Linked DNA regions of Sus scrofa: region 2 is linked to region 1. The links are chromatin contacts, called in public Hi-C maps. All regions are on one chromosome and are shown on one strand. The core of a region is the stretch at or near the end of the contact, and the rest is flanking DNA. Distances in the headings are between cores, read along the strand shown. Region 1 overlaps PARVA (alpha-parvin). Region 2 holds the start of PARVA (alpha-parvin).

What was found. Hi-C and Micro-C count contacts between places; a contact is called where the count stands out from the background.
Region 2: a contact with region 1 is called in a Hi-C map of liver, with 2.6 times the contacts expected there. The contact joins the promoter of PARVA here to the enhancer-like site in region 1. A contact is called at or near these places in 4 of 47 Hi-C or Micro-C datasets (embryonic fibroblasts, heart right ventricle, liver and 1 more).

Annotation. Positions count from the first base shown.
Region 1 is chr2:46,985,207-46,989,033 of Sscrofa11.1, forward strand. All of the region lies in intron 2 of PARVA (alpha-parvin), which reads right to left. Among named protein-coding and RNA genes, the nearest start is that of PARVA, 41 kb to the right of the region's middle. Within about 2 kb of position 1,700, at least 16 of the 83 cell types and tissues checked have an H3K27ac peak or open chromatin away from gene starts, as enhancers often do. A contact at or near this core is called in embryonic fibroblasts, liver and skeletal muscle, where this site is marked.
Region 2 is chr2:47,025,460-47,029,406 of Sscrofa11.1, forward strand. It overlaps PARVA (alpha-parvin), which reads right to left and starts at 2,643. Exons shown (of 14, transcript XM_021083311.1): 1 at 2,470-2,643; 2 at 2,330-2,468. The coding sequence starts at 2,577.

The DNA of each region.
Region 1 (3,827 bases), core at 450-2,949:
TCAGAAGTTCTAGGGGAGAAACCATTTCCTTGCCTTTTCCAGCTCTGTGGCCACCTGCATTCCTCGGATGGCGACCCCTACCCCATCTTCAAAGCTAATAATACTGCATCTCTGTGACCTTCCGCTATGGTCCCCTCTCCCTCTGAATCTCCCTCTTGCCTCCCTCCTTGATGCTGAAGGATGCTTGTGATGACTCTAGATCCACTTGGATAATCCAAGATAGTCTCCCTATTTTCAGGTCAGCTAATTAACGATCTTAATTCCATTTGCAACCTTAATTCCCCTTTGCCCTGTAAAGTAACATAGTCACAGATTCCAAGGATTAGGACATAGACATTTTGGGGTACCATTATTCAGGCGACAAGTCAAACTATAGGAAACAACCAGTTTTTCTCCAAAACATGAAAAGCTTAATTACCACTTATCAAGCACCTACTGTATACCAGGTTCCTTGCATATATTATCTTACTTAATTGCAGTTAATGGCCAAAGAGGCAGGCACTGTGAATAAAAACAGACCACGTTTTTCACTGCCAAAATCCTCTAGTGGTTTCCCATATGTTTTAGGGAAAAACTCAGTCTTCTGATGGTCCTGTGGGACTCTGCAGCATCCAGTCTTGGCCTGGCTCCCAGCCCCAGCACCAGCCTCCCCTCGACCTCCATGCTTCAACCACATGGGCCTCCTTTCGATTTCATAAACTTCTGTGGCTGCACCTGCTAGCCCTTCTTTTTTGCAAAGTTCATCCCCAAGATTTTCACATAGTTGGCCCTGCCTTATTATGCAGATCTCTATTCTATTCACTGCCATATCCCCAGCTCCTCAAATAGGGCTTAGCACATCATACCTGTTTATAAACAAACACATCTGAGTTATATCAGGGAAGAAATGAGATGACATGGCCAAGTTCACAGAGCTAGTCAGCTAGGATGTGAATTCAGCGCACATCCTATACCCCAGACTCTTAAGGAACTAGCCCCTGAGCTCCCCACCAGAGACCCATGATCTAGCTGGGAAAACACTGGGTCCATCTCTTAAGCTGTCCCCTGCTCACTGGAGCGCAGTGAAACAGTGACATGGCCTGCTGACCAGGTCACCACATCCCAACCAATCAGCGAGCCTAACTGAGTACAGTCTGCACGCTTGGCTGGGAAGGCTGCGAGACAAGAAGAGGATATGGTCACTGCAAACCAAGAATTCCTAATCAAGTGGAGGAAATCAATCCAAAACATGAAACCAGCAGATGCACCAGGAGGCATGTGATCCAGGGTTCACCGCTCTAACAGGAAGGGCAGCAGGGCCAGATGTGTGAGAGTGCCATGGGGGCCGCAGTAGCTGGGCTGAGCCAGCAGGGCCGGGGCAGGTGGGCAGGGGTGGGAGACTGGGGAACACACAAGCAAAGGTACAGACCCCAGTACTGGCGGGACCTGTATGAAGATAATCAGCAGATGACCATCAGCATGTTAGGAAGCAGAGGAATATCAAGTCAAGTTAGAACCAGACTCTGGAGGCCTTAAAAGCTGGACTGAGGAACCTATGCCATATCTTTTAAAAGGACGGAGAGTCCTGCCAGATCCTGAGTCAGGGAGAAGCCTGTGTTTTAGGAAGACTTGTTTTAGAAGTGGAAGCAACGTGGAACGGATGTTACGAAAACCTGTTCTCTACCAGGCGGAGCTGATGCCAAAAAGACCTTGGATCACAAAATACCTCCAGATGGCAAAGCCAACTCTGGGGCCCAGTTCCCCTGAGCTAAGCATCACCCTCATGCTAAGGCCCTTCAAGTGGGTGACAACCCAATATCTTCTGGCCATGAGCACGCCAAATTGCTTTCCTCTGCGGTGGGGGTCATATGGGCAGCTGGAAACACATGGAAGGGTATAAGAAGCCATTAGGAGAAGAAAACAATAAAAAACTGTAACCTGTAACTGAAACCTGAGCAATCCCCTCTCCTCCCAACCCCTAGAGTGAATATTTCGAGTTTTCAGATTTCAGAAGACAAACTGAAACGCTGGCTGGGAAGAATTTGTGATTCACCGGGCATGTTTTAAATGAAAGTTTTAAAAATATCCTTTCATGGTTTATCTCCTCTATGCTTCAACGCCAAAGAATAAATCTCTACTTTGATGGCCTCTCCCCAGGACCCGTTTCATCTACAATGCCTGCAATAAAAAACTACACTTATACACTCCTTTTTCCTGAAGACATCCAAGGCAGAATTGAGGCTTCAGAAAGAAACCTTTTTAAAAAAGAAAAAAACATATGGTTCTAACTTCCAAAGGAATTGATTTTTCCATATTCTAATGATCAGATATACATCTTTTAAACATTGGACTTTTCATTCCACTTTGCTGTCATTTCTGGGGAACTTAAACAGATGTCATCATGTTTTTCTATGGGTGACAGCAACAGCAGCCCTGCGATGCCATGATTGTAACGTGTAACAGGGGAGGCCACTGAGTCATGGATTCCAAAGACTGAAATCCCCATGAAGCTAACCACACTCAAGAACTCTTTTAAAATTCCCTGCAGGGCCTCTGAAGAACCAAACACATCAGCAATGAACCAGCAAAACAGCAACCATCAGGAGAGCATTATAACAACACCGTCGATATTGGAAGACTTTGAACTGGATGAGAAGTTAAGTTTTGATTTCAGACTGGACTAGATCTTCGTACCAACAGGTGAGTCATAAGAACCTAAATGTTGGGAGTCTCCATTGTGGCTCAGTGGGTTAAGGACACGACATTGTCCCTTTGAGGATTCAGGTTTGATCTCTGGCCTCACTCAGTGGGTTAAGGATCTGGTGGTGCTGCAAGCTGCAGTGTAGGTTGCAGATGTGGCTTGGATCCAGTGTTGATGAGGCTGTGGTTGCAAGCCCCAGCTGCAGCTCTGCTTCCACTGCTCGCCCAGGAACTTCCATGTGCCATGGGTGCAGCCATAAAAAAAAGAAGATGAACCTAAATGTCCTTATAGCGGGAAGAGACCAGAAAGTCATGCAATCCACCCAAGACGTCACAGAGCATGTTTTAAGTCAGTGCTTGGGCGGAGGTGGAGGGGGGGGTGTTCCTGATTAAATTCCAGTGGAAGTCGGACTATTCAATGAATGTGTTATAGAATCAAAATCACAAGAACAATAGCATATTATTTTTTGGCTAGCGAATTAAAAAGATGAAAGACAGGGAGTTCCTGTCGTGACGCAGTGGTTAACGAATCCGACTAGGAACCATGAGGTTGCGGGTTCCATCCCTGCCCTTGCTCAGTGGGTTAAGGATCCGGCGTTGCTGTGAGCTGTGGTGTAGGTCGCAGACACGGCTCGGATCCTGCGTTGCTGTGGCTCTGGCGTAGGCCGGTGGCCACAGCTCCGATTAGACCCCTAGCCTGGGAACCTCCATATGCCACGGGAGCAGCCCTAGAAATGGCAAAAAGACAAAAAAAAAAAAAAAAAAAAAAGATGAAAGACAAAATACTGCACAGTTTTGAGGAGAGTGAATGGAAACAAGCATCTCTACATACTTCTGGTATGTCTTAGTCCATTCAGGCTGCTGTAACAAAATTCCACAGACTGGGTGGCTTATAAATAAGAGAAGTGTATTTCTCATAGCCTGGAGGCTGAAGTCCATAGTCAAGGCACCAGCAGGATCAAGTTTTCTGGGAAGGACCCTCTTCCTGGTTCACTGCCAGCCCCTTCTCAATGTGTCCTTTTATGGTGGAAGGGGCTAGAGATCTTTCTGGAGCCTCTTTTATAAGGCATTAATCCCATTCATGAGGGCTCCACCCTCATGACTTTAGCACCTCCCAAAGTAATGTGTATCAACGGCCTTAAAATCTT
Region 2 (3,947 bases), core at 1,393-3,892, 41 kb after region 1:
GTTTTTTTTATTTATTTATTATGGAAGCACCTGCAGCATATGAAATTTCCCAGGCTAGGGGTAGAATCGGAGCTGCAGCTGAGGCTCCGCCACAGCCATGGCAACACTGGATTCAAGTCGCATCTGCAACCTGTGCTGCAGTTTGCACCAATGCCATATCCTTAACCAAATGAGCAAGGCCAGGGATAGAACCCACATCCTCACTGAAGACAGCAGTGGGTTCTTAACCCGCTGAGCCACAGTGGAAACTCTTCAGGAATGTGTTTTGCTGCTTCTGGGTTCAATATACAGGATAGTTCTCTGTGTCAAGTTCGATCATTCTCAACACAGTTCTTTTTCATGCTTTAAGATAACTCAGGAACATAAAACTTATTTCACATCTCGGCATCGCAACCTTCCAAATATTTATTCCCAAACCGCTGAAGAATCTAAAAAAACAGATTTTTTTTTAACTAAGCAACTCTACACACCAATCACTAGACCTTTTGCAAAAAACTGTCACCTCATTATTCAACATAAAAATTTGGATGCTACAAATAATGTTGGAGAGGATGTGAAGAAAAGGAAACCCTCGCACACTACTGGTGGAAATGCAAATTGGCACAGCTACTTTGGAAAACAGTATGGAGATTCCTTAAAAAACTAAAAATAGAACTATTATATGATCCAGCAATTCCACTCCTAAAGTACATCTGCAAAAGATGAAAACTAATTCAAAAAAATCATGCACCCCAATGTTCGTAGCAGCACTATTACAATAGCCACAATGTGAAAGCTGCCCTAATGCCCCTCAACAGACGAATGGATTAAGAGGATGTGGCATACATATTTACATAATATGGAACACTACTGAGCCACAAAAAAGAATGAAATATTGCCATTTGCAGCAATGTGAATGGACCTAGAGAATATTATGCTTAGTGAAGTAAGCCAAAGGCAAATATAGTATGATTTCAATTACATGCGGAATCTAGAAAATAACACAAATGAATGGAATATGCAAAACAGAAACAGGCTCACAGATATAGAACACAAACTTGTGACTAGGAGTCTGGAGTTAATACATGCAAACTATTGCATTTGGAGTGGATAAGCAATGAGATCCTGCTGTGTAACACTGGGAACTATATCTAGTCACTTATGGAGCATGATGTAGGGTAATGTGAGAAAAAGAATCTCTCTATGTATGTGTGTGTGTGTGTGTGACTGGGTCACTTTGCTGTATGTAGAAATTGACGGAACACTGTAAACCAACTATAATGGAAAAAAATAAAAATCACTGAAAAAAAAAAAAAGATGAAGATAACACACTTGTGGTTACCAAAGAGAAGAGGGAAGGAGGGAGGGGCAAATTGAGGGTATGGGTTTAACAGAATATGGGATTTATATAGAGAGTAGGTAAGCAACAAGGATATACTGTATAGCACAGGGAATTATATCCAGTATCTTGTAATAACCTACAAGGGAATATAATCTGAAAAAACAGCAAGTCACTATGCTAACCTGAAACTAATACAATATTGTAAATCAACTAAAAAAAAAAATCAAACAAACAGGATGCAAAATCTGCCCATGGGACATGGTCCTGGAAAAAAATGAGATCGCCTCAATTCACCCTGGTGGGAAAAAGGAAATGGTTTTTGCAAGGGCCCTTAATTCCTGAGTTCACAAAAAGGTCACAGCCCAGGATGCTTCTGTTGTGTGTTTAATCGAGGTTTTCGTCTTGAGTGCAACTTTATCATTTATCACGCGGCGGGACCACTAGGACAGCCAGATTTCCACTCATTCATTCAACAAACATTTGGTGTCGAGATCTACCCAACAGAGCCCTGGGGATGGACAAAAGATCCAGAGACCAACGTTGCATCCGCACACTTCAGCAGGTCTAGCAAATGATCTGATTTCAAAGACCAATGAAGGCAAAGAGTGAGAGTGACGGCGCCCAGAAAAGTTGCAGCAGAAACTTGGAAGTGCCAGCCTTCAGCGCGGAGAAGGCGGGGACTTGAGGCCTAAGAGAAGACGCCGCCTCCGGGCTGGCGGGCCCTGCCACCTCCTCGGCCCCCGGCCCAGCGCAGGCGTCGCCTGATCCCAGGCCCGGGCGGCCCTATCCGATCGCCTCGGCTCCCCAGAGGGCAGCGCCCCTGGAGCTCGGAACAGGGCGGGCACTAGGCCCGTCCCCCCGGGATGTTCCCGCGCAGCGCGCGCGCCCGCGCCGCCGCTCCCCCCACCCCCAGAGCCGGGCACCCGCGGCGCGCTCCCGCCCAGCCCCGGGAGCCCCGGCCCGTCGGCCCCCCAGCCCCTGCGGCTCGCTGGCCCGGGCCGCACTTACCCTCCTTTGCTTTCTTTCTCCGGGCTAGAGTCCCTCCGAGTTTCCCCAAGAAGGAGTCGTCTTTCTTCCGGGATGGGGGCGATTTGGGAGTGGGGGACTTGGGGACAGACGGCGACTTCTGCGGGGAGGTGGCCATGGCGGCGGAGCGGACAGCCGCGGGCCGGTCGGGACGCGGAGCTGGCGCTTGGGCGGACGCGGCGGGACTGAGGCTGCGGCTTTCCAAACGGAAGCGGAATTATTCCAAGCATTTGAGGCAGCTCACGCTCGCCTTTCCCTTCCCTCTCTCCCTCCCTCGCGCCGCCCTCCGCCCTGCAAGGAGCTGCGCGCTCCGGACCGGCGCCCCGCCGGTGCCGGGGCTGGAAAGATGCCCCAGATCTCCCTCATGCTGGACGTGAGGCCTTATCTGTTTCTGTGTGTGCGACCCTCCAACCTGAGAGCCCCGGAGCCTGGAGGCTGCACTTCCCCTGGCTCCGCATCCAGCACAGTTCCTCGCTCTAATCCCGGGTTCCGTGATTGCTGAACCGAACCCACATGCTACTCTGTCTCCTGATGGCTTGGTCCGCCTGCTTGGTGAGGAGCTCGCTCTTCCTTTGCATTTTTAACCGTGCAGTTATGAGGCCCGTGTCTTGTGCCCACGAAAGAGAGTCAACCAGCTCGGGAAGAAATAATTAGCGTGAACTAAAATGTGTTCGAGCCCTACCAACTGGGCACATCCAACTGCTCCTGCACTGATCCATGGCTGGCAATCTCCTTCACCCCACAACAAAAAATGAGCAGTTTGAAGTTCAGGCGCTCGGACCAAGACCTCTTCTTAAGAGAGAGCCTTGTTTCTAGCAGCTCAAGGGCTTGTATAAAGGAGGATCCCAAATGCAGGCGGAAATGTGAATGGGAAGGAAGGGTCATGGGTTCCTATAAGACCTGCCCAACCCCACCTCAACTTACCTTGCCTAAATAAAAGCAACAGATGGACATCCACACTCAGTGAGATAAGAGGAGTGGCAGAAATGCTATCATTGCAAGGACTGAGGCTGGAAATGACTAAAGGCGCGTTTTATTGTGCCTGGCTGCTTGCTGTTCTCACTTGGGCTCTTTTTGCTCCCTTGGATTCCCCCTCGGACTCTCCCTCTCCTCCTTACCCCTCATGGCTTGCAGTCTCTCTCTGTCTCTTACAACCCCTTGGCAACTGTTTCCTCCAAGTAGCTACAGCTGATTGACCTTGAGTGATCACCTGACCCAAAGGGCCCTAATGCTTGATTGGAGAGCAGCCAATCAGATAGTCTCCATCAAGATTCTGAACTAAGCTGGAGATGGTTGTCAGAAGTCCAGCACTTAGTGATGATTATGCAGACTCAAAGTGGGGTGGAGGGTGGGGGGGTCCATTTTTAGCCACAGGCCCACTAGTAATAGAGAAACAAAACAATGGAGCAGACAGGAGTGCTCAAAAAGCATTGTGGTCTGGGACTTCCCATCCTCTGTTGCTGCAGGGGCAACGAATATGACTAGGAACCATGAGGTTGAGGGTTCTATCTCTGGCCTCACTCAGTGGTTTAAGGATCCGGCGTTGCCATGAACTGTGGTGTAGATTGAAGACGTGGCTCAGACCCCACACTGCTGTGGC